Regions from separate parts of the Gossypium arboreum genome. Here region 1 is linked to region 2. The links are chromatin contacts, called in public Hi-C maps. All regions are on one chromosome and are shown on one strand. The core of a region is the stretch at or near the end of the contact, and the rest is flanking DNA. Distances in the headings are between cores, read along the strand shown.

Region 1 (2,931 bases), core at 367-2,866, 150 kb after region 2:
CGCAATCAGTTGGAAAGCCACTTTGCAAACTACAGTTGCTTTGTCTACCACTGAAGCTGAGTACACGACAATTATCGAGGCTTGTAAAGAAACTATTTAGTTAAAAGAACTCTTTGGTGAACTCAGTAGAGACCTTCAGATCAGTATAGTGCTTTGTGATAGTTAGAGTGACGTCTTCCTTTCGAAAGATCAAATGTTTCATGAGAGAATAAAGCACATTGATGTTCGGTATCTTTTTTGCGTAATATTATTGCTCGTGGTGATATTGTTGTGAGCAAAGTTAGTACTCATGATAATCCTACAAATATGATGACTAAGTCACTTCCTATAACCAAGTTTGAGATTGCTTGGACTTGGTTAGTGTTCATTGTTGAAGAATACCTTTAAAGGGTTTTGTGAAAGATGTGGAGAACTTGTTCATTGAGAGTTTGTGGTGAAGAAATTGTTCGTTGAGAATTCATGTCAATATGGAGATTGTTAGAGTTGTACAACCCAAATTCTAAGAGATTACTTGCAAGTCAAGTTAAATAAAATATATTTTCTTTCTAGAAGATCTAGTATTTATTAGCATAATATATTTAGCATTTATTAGCATAATATATTTGACATTGATTAGAATTAGGTTTTTTTCAACCTCTAAATAGATGTAGTCGAAACTCACCTTGTATCATTCGAATTCAACACTTGTTAAAGAAATAAAATGTAGTAGCAAAATAAGGGGATCTGTGTATGGACCATGATGCAAAAGTAGAATTCGTATAGAATTCGTATAGAACTACACTTCTTCTATTTGACATTGATTAGAATATGATTTTTTAACCTTTAAATAGACGTAGTCGAAACTCTTGTTGTATATGTTTTTTAACCTTTAAATAGACGTAGTCAAAACTCTTGTTGTATCATTCTCTTTTAAAATTAGTGAATTTCTTCTCATTTGGCTGTGATTTTTTCCCGATAGAGTTTCCACATAAAATCTGTATGTTCTTATTTTTATGATCATTCTATTACCATTATTGACATTAGTTTTAACAAGAAAAATTATTATTAAAAAGATCAATTTACTTAAAATTATTATTAAAAGATCAATTTACTTTTTAATTTAATAAATAATGATTAATTTTTAATTTTTAAGTAAACTAGACAAAATCAAATCTAATTTTTAATATAATAATCTTCGTGATTTGCTTTCGTCTCTCTTTAGTTTATTTTGCAATCCATCAATTTGTAATAAGATATTATATTAAAAGAACAAGCAATTATTTTTATTTTATCAAAGTAATTGATGATTTAAAAAATGAATTTTTTATTTTTTAATGTATATATTAGAATGAACCCAATAATTAATTTTCACTCTTATGAAAACTCATTAAAAATTAAATATTAGCAAAAAATTCTGAAGCTGCTCAATACTAAAAAAATTGAGAATACTAATTTTTTTTATTCAATAGGTGGTAATGATTTGGATATCGCCACGTTTCCATATTAATATCCGTTAGTGATTTAGACTTCCGTATTAACTCCCAAAATTGTCTACAACAACAGTTGGCGTTTTTAACAAGAAGAAAAGCACATATCTGATTGGTTGGCTGAAACTACTTAAGAGACGTGTTTGTCGGTTATATCACCACTTTGTAACTGTCTTGTTACATTAGTGAAATAAAAATTAAAAAGTTTATAAATTTGTCCCAATGTTGACACTGCGTTATACAGGGCGCTTCACTCCCACTCACTCCCACTCTCACTCTATTTTTCTCTAGTAATTGCTGGTAAGTTCTTCGATCCAAATTAGGGTTTCTTTAATTTTGGTTAGGGTTTAGTTTTTTTTTTTGGTTTTGATCTATATTTGTAATAAGTTTTAGCTTTGATCTTTACTTTAAAATTGAAAAATGAAATGAAAATGATATTTTTATTATGTAATTTCTATTCATTTGGTTGACTTTGCGAATGATTACACAGCAATCGGATTTGTTGAAAGATGGCTGAGGGTTTAGCTGCAGTTCCCAGCACTGAGTTGTTGGAATGGCCGAAGAAAGATAAGCGTCGGTTCCTTCACGCCGTGTACCGTGTTGGCGATCTTGATCGTACCATCAAGTAACATTTGCTTTTTTTATTTCTAGTACTATTGATGTTCTTAAATTTTCACTTTCTTTTTTAAGTTTTAATGCTACAAATTTGTATCTAGGTTCTACACTGAGTGTTTTGGGATGAAATTGTTGAGGAAAAGAGATATTCCTGAAGAGAAATACTCCAATGCCTTTCTTGGGTTTGGCCCAGAGGAGTCTCATTTCGTTGTTGAGTTAACTTACAGTACGTTTATGTTTTCCTTGTATTTTTATAGCGAAATATTAACTGCAAATGGCTTTTGTTATATCTGTAATGCTTGGAGCTGGCAAATTTTTCTTTTTGTCAAACAGTTAAAATATCGATTCCTTTTATTCAATATATGTTATAGATATCTGCTACATCTATTGTGGCATACTTCGCTACTGTTAATCTAAAGTGTAAACTTCTTTGATCTCTGAGTTAAAAGCTTTTATTCTTCTCTACAGATTATGGAGTATCATCGTATGATATTGGAACTGGTTTTGGGCATTTTGCAATTGCAACACCTGATGTAAGTTTCAAACATTTGGATACTCAAACAAAAGATTCATTGAGAATGCTGATATATATATATATATATATCCATTTTTGTATTTTAGGTCTACAAAATGGTTGAGGACATCCGTGCAAAGGGTGGCAATATTACAAGAGAGCCTGGTCCAGTTAAAGGTGGATCCTCTGTTATTGCTTTCGTGAAGGATCCTGATGGTTATATTTTTGAGCTCATCCAAAGAGCTTCTACTCCTGAGCCACTCTGTCAAGTAATGCTTCGTGTTGGGGATTTAGACCGCTCTGTTAAGTTCTATGAAAAGGTAGTGCAAAGTAAAA
Region 2 (2,939 bases), core at 322-2,821:
AATAATTGAGAATTCAATTGGACACCCATTAAAGAACTAGAAGATTCTTAAATTCAAGGATTTCTCTTGTGTTACTTTTTTTCAAGGTAAATTGATTGTTAAACCATCACCAGCTAAACCTGGGATTGAATTTCCCGCATTTTTAGAACGTATTCAAGGTGATATATGTAGGCCCATTCATCCACCATGTGGACCATTCAGATATTTTATGGTATTGATAGATGCATCTAGTAAGTGATCAGATGTGTGTATAAAAAGATAAACTCATCTTAATCAAACAAACCAATGAAGAAGATGAAGAAGAACAGAAAAATGAAGGAACCCCCCGGAAAATAACATCTTTCCCTTATATACTACTCACGCATTTCCTTCACCGATCCTAAACTCAACAGCCAAGTGTACATGTCTATAATCATCATGTCTCCCACTAAAAATATCCCTAGTTTAAACTTAACGAAACCAAGGTTGAAATACAACCTTTTCACAACCAGTCTGTCATTTCTTCTTATTTCTACAAGAACCCTCTCAATTTATAAACTTTTCAAATAAATCCCTAAAATTTACTATTCCAACCTTAATTTAATGTTTCGAGGTATGACAATTAAGGAAGAAGAAGATGAACAGTGACAGGGATAAGCAATAGTAGAAAAAATGATGATGTGGTGTATTAACTCATAAGTTGTTATGGAGTTCTTGGTCGAGTGACTAAAATGTAAAATTTCTCTAACAGTATGACAAAATTTAAAGGATTTATTTGAGTGACCAAAATGAAAAAGGTTGGGTGAACAACTAAGTAGTTTACCCTAATATATAATACATATTTATATGTGTGTGTAATTTATATGGGTAAAAGTACCACAAAACATTTTGTACTATATCATGGATTGCATTTTAGCCCATTTACTAAAAAAAAAGCAAATTAGTCCCATATGTTAGATGGATGAGTAAAATAGTCCTTTCGTTAAAATTTGGTGTGTATATATAATGTATAATAATAAATTTAGCTCTAAACCTTTATACATTTATTCAATTTGACCCTACTATTTTATTGGAAGTAAATTAGTAAAATTTGAAATTAATAAGGTTAAAGGATAAAAAGACCTTAGTAACAAATTTTGACAAATCAATTTGGCCTTTTTAAAATTAAATATTAAAAATCATAAAAAGTTCTAAAATTTTGTTTTAAAAATAACAATATTGACATAATAAAAGGGTATAAAAGAGTAAAAATCAATTTGAATAAATGCCTAAAGTTTAAAGATTAAAATTGTTTAGACACCAAATTTTAAGGATGAAATTGTTGTACTTACTCAGAGTTAATTATTATTTTTCAGTAAAGAATAATAACTTTTACCGATTTATATGAATTGTTTTACTTGCTCAGAGTTAATTATTATTTTTCCAGTAAAGAATAATAACTTTTACCCATTTGGTTATGATATTAACCGGGATTGATTGAGTATGTACAATTCTTATTTAGATATATGTGGGAAGACAATGTAATATGGTCTCCCAGTCCCATGTTCATGTTCTACTTGTAGTATTATATCTGAATATCTAACTCGTTTCAGGACCAATGATTCATCATTATTGTCTTTCCATTAAAGAAATGAATTTCCAACCTCCAGTGATGGCCATTTTTTATTGCACAGAAAAAAGAAAAAGACAGCCATTTGGAGTGCTTTATCAAAAAAGGAAAACAACTTATTAATCATTGATCCATGGGGGAAAGTTAACAAAATCTCAAGTTAAAAATGGAAATATCAGTTGGATTAACAATGGAATAAAGTGGCCTTAAAATGATACTTCTTAAACCGGTACCGCTCTCTTTCGGTCTGGGTATCGTCCCTCTCTTCAGTCTTTACTTTTCGAGAAGCTTTGACCCAAACCCTTTTCCTTTCTCCTACATTCTTAAACACAGGTTTTATACTTTGGGTCACTTTCCCTTTTTATTGTTCTTTTTTGTACACAGTAAATCCACCATTTGATTGCTATTTGTGATTTTGTTTTTTGTTGTTTAGGGGTTATAATAAAAGAAGGAAGCTATGTGGGCTGTTTCAAGGCGAAGAGTTTCTTCTTCTTCAGTTAGTTTTAATTACTTTCTTTCTCTCTTTATTCAACTACTAATATTCTCTGAGATTTTCTATTTTTATATCTATTCGGTACTTATATTTTTATTAAAATTTTGTGTGTGTTTTAATGGTGGTTTCAGGTTTTAGGCCAATCATTTCGAAATGCTCGACCTTCACGTTGTTACAGTTCTTCCTCAAATGAGGTCAAGCTTCAATTCAAACATTGTTGATTTGTATGATTTGTTTCACATTACCATGCTTGAATCTGCTATCGAATCATTTCTATTTATGGCTTCTTCTTTATTTAGTATTTGTTTATGCTTTTATAGGCCTATGCAAAGACTTTAGTTTCTAGAAAAGGGACATCACAAGTTGCAGGGATTGTGGGTTCTCTAGGTAATTGGAAATTAAACAACATCCATCCTTTTCCTTGTAAAAGGAAAAACCGAAAATGCATCCATGCTCCTTTCATTTATATGGGTTCATGTGTTTACAGGGTTTCCAGTTGGCTCAAGGCCTCTAAGGTTTGTTTGTCATAGCTTCTTTCTCTATTTGTCACTCGGTTTTGTATGTTGAAACAATTTCCATTTTTGTTTATGATAGTTTAAGTTGAAGTTTGCTTCCTCTCCATAGATTTTAAACTGACTGGAAAGAAGTTTCCCTATGAAATATTAGAAGTAAACACACGCATGGATGAAGTAACATAAACCCTGATTATCTCCTACCATATCAAATTTTGTCCTTTTCTTTCAAGTCTTACCATATTTTTCCTCCAAAATTTTCTGTAATTTACAGGGACGTTATTTCATTTGTTCAAAGATATCCTCCAATATTTGTCCACACTAGGTCATTTTCTGCCGATAGTGG

The links. A called contact is a pair of places that touch in the nucleus more often than the background predicts.
Region 1: a Hi-C map of leaf shows a contact between it and region 2, with 3 times the contacts expected there. The contact joins the promoter of LOC108486236 here to the promoter of LOC108484046 in region 2. A contact is called at or near these places in 2 of 5 Hi-C or Micro-C datasets (both in leaf).

The regions. Positions count from the first base shown.
Region 1 is chr6:13,315,017-13,317,947 of ASM2569848v2, forward strand. LOC108486236 (lactoylglutathione lyase GLX1-like) reads left to right here and starts at 1,617. Exons shown (of 9, transcript XM_017790174.2): 1 at 1,617-1,766; 2 at 1,957-2,091; 3 at 2,183-2,307; 4 at 2,550-2,614; 5 at 2,703-2,915. The coding sequence starts at 1,976.
Region 2 is chr6:13,161,289-13,164,227 of ASM2569848v2, forward strand. LOC108484046 (dihydrolipoyllysine-residue succinyltransferase component of 2-oxoglutarate dehydrogenase complex 2, mitochondrial-like) reads left to right here and starts at 1,572. Exons shown (of 15, transcript XM_017787663.2): 1 at 1,572-1,921; 2 at 2,022-2,084; 3 at 2,213-2,275; 4 at 2,402-2,468; 5 at 2,569-2,596; 6 at 2,868-2,938. The coding sequence starts at 2,046.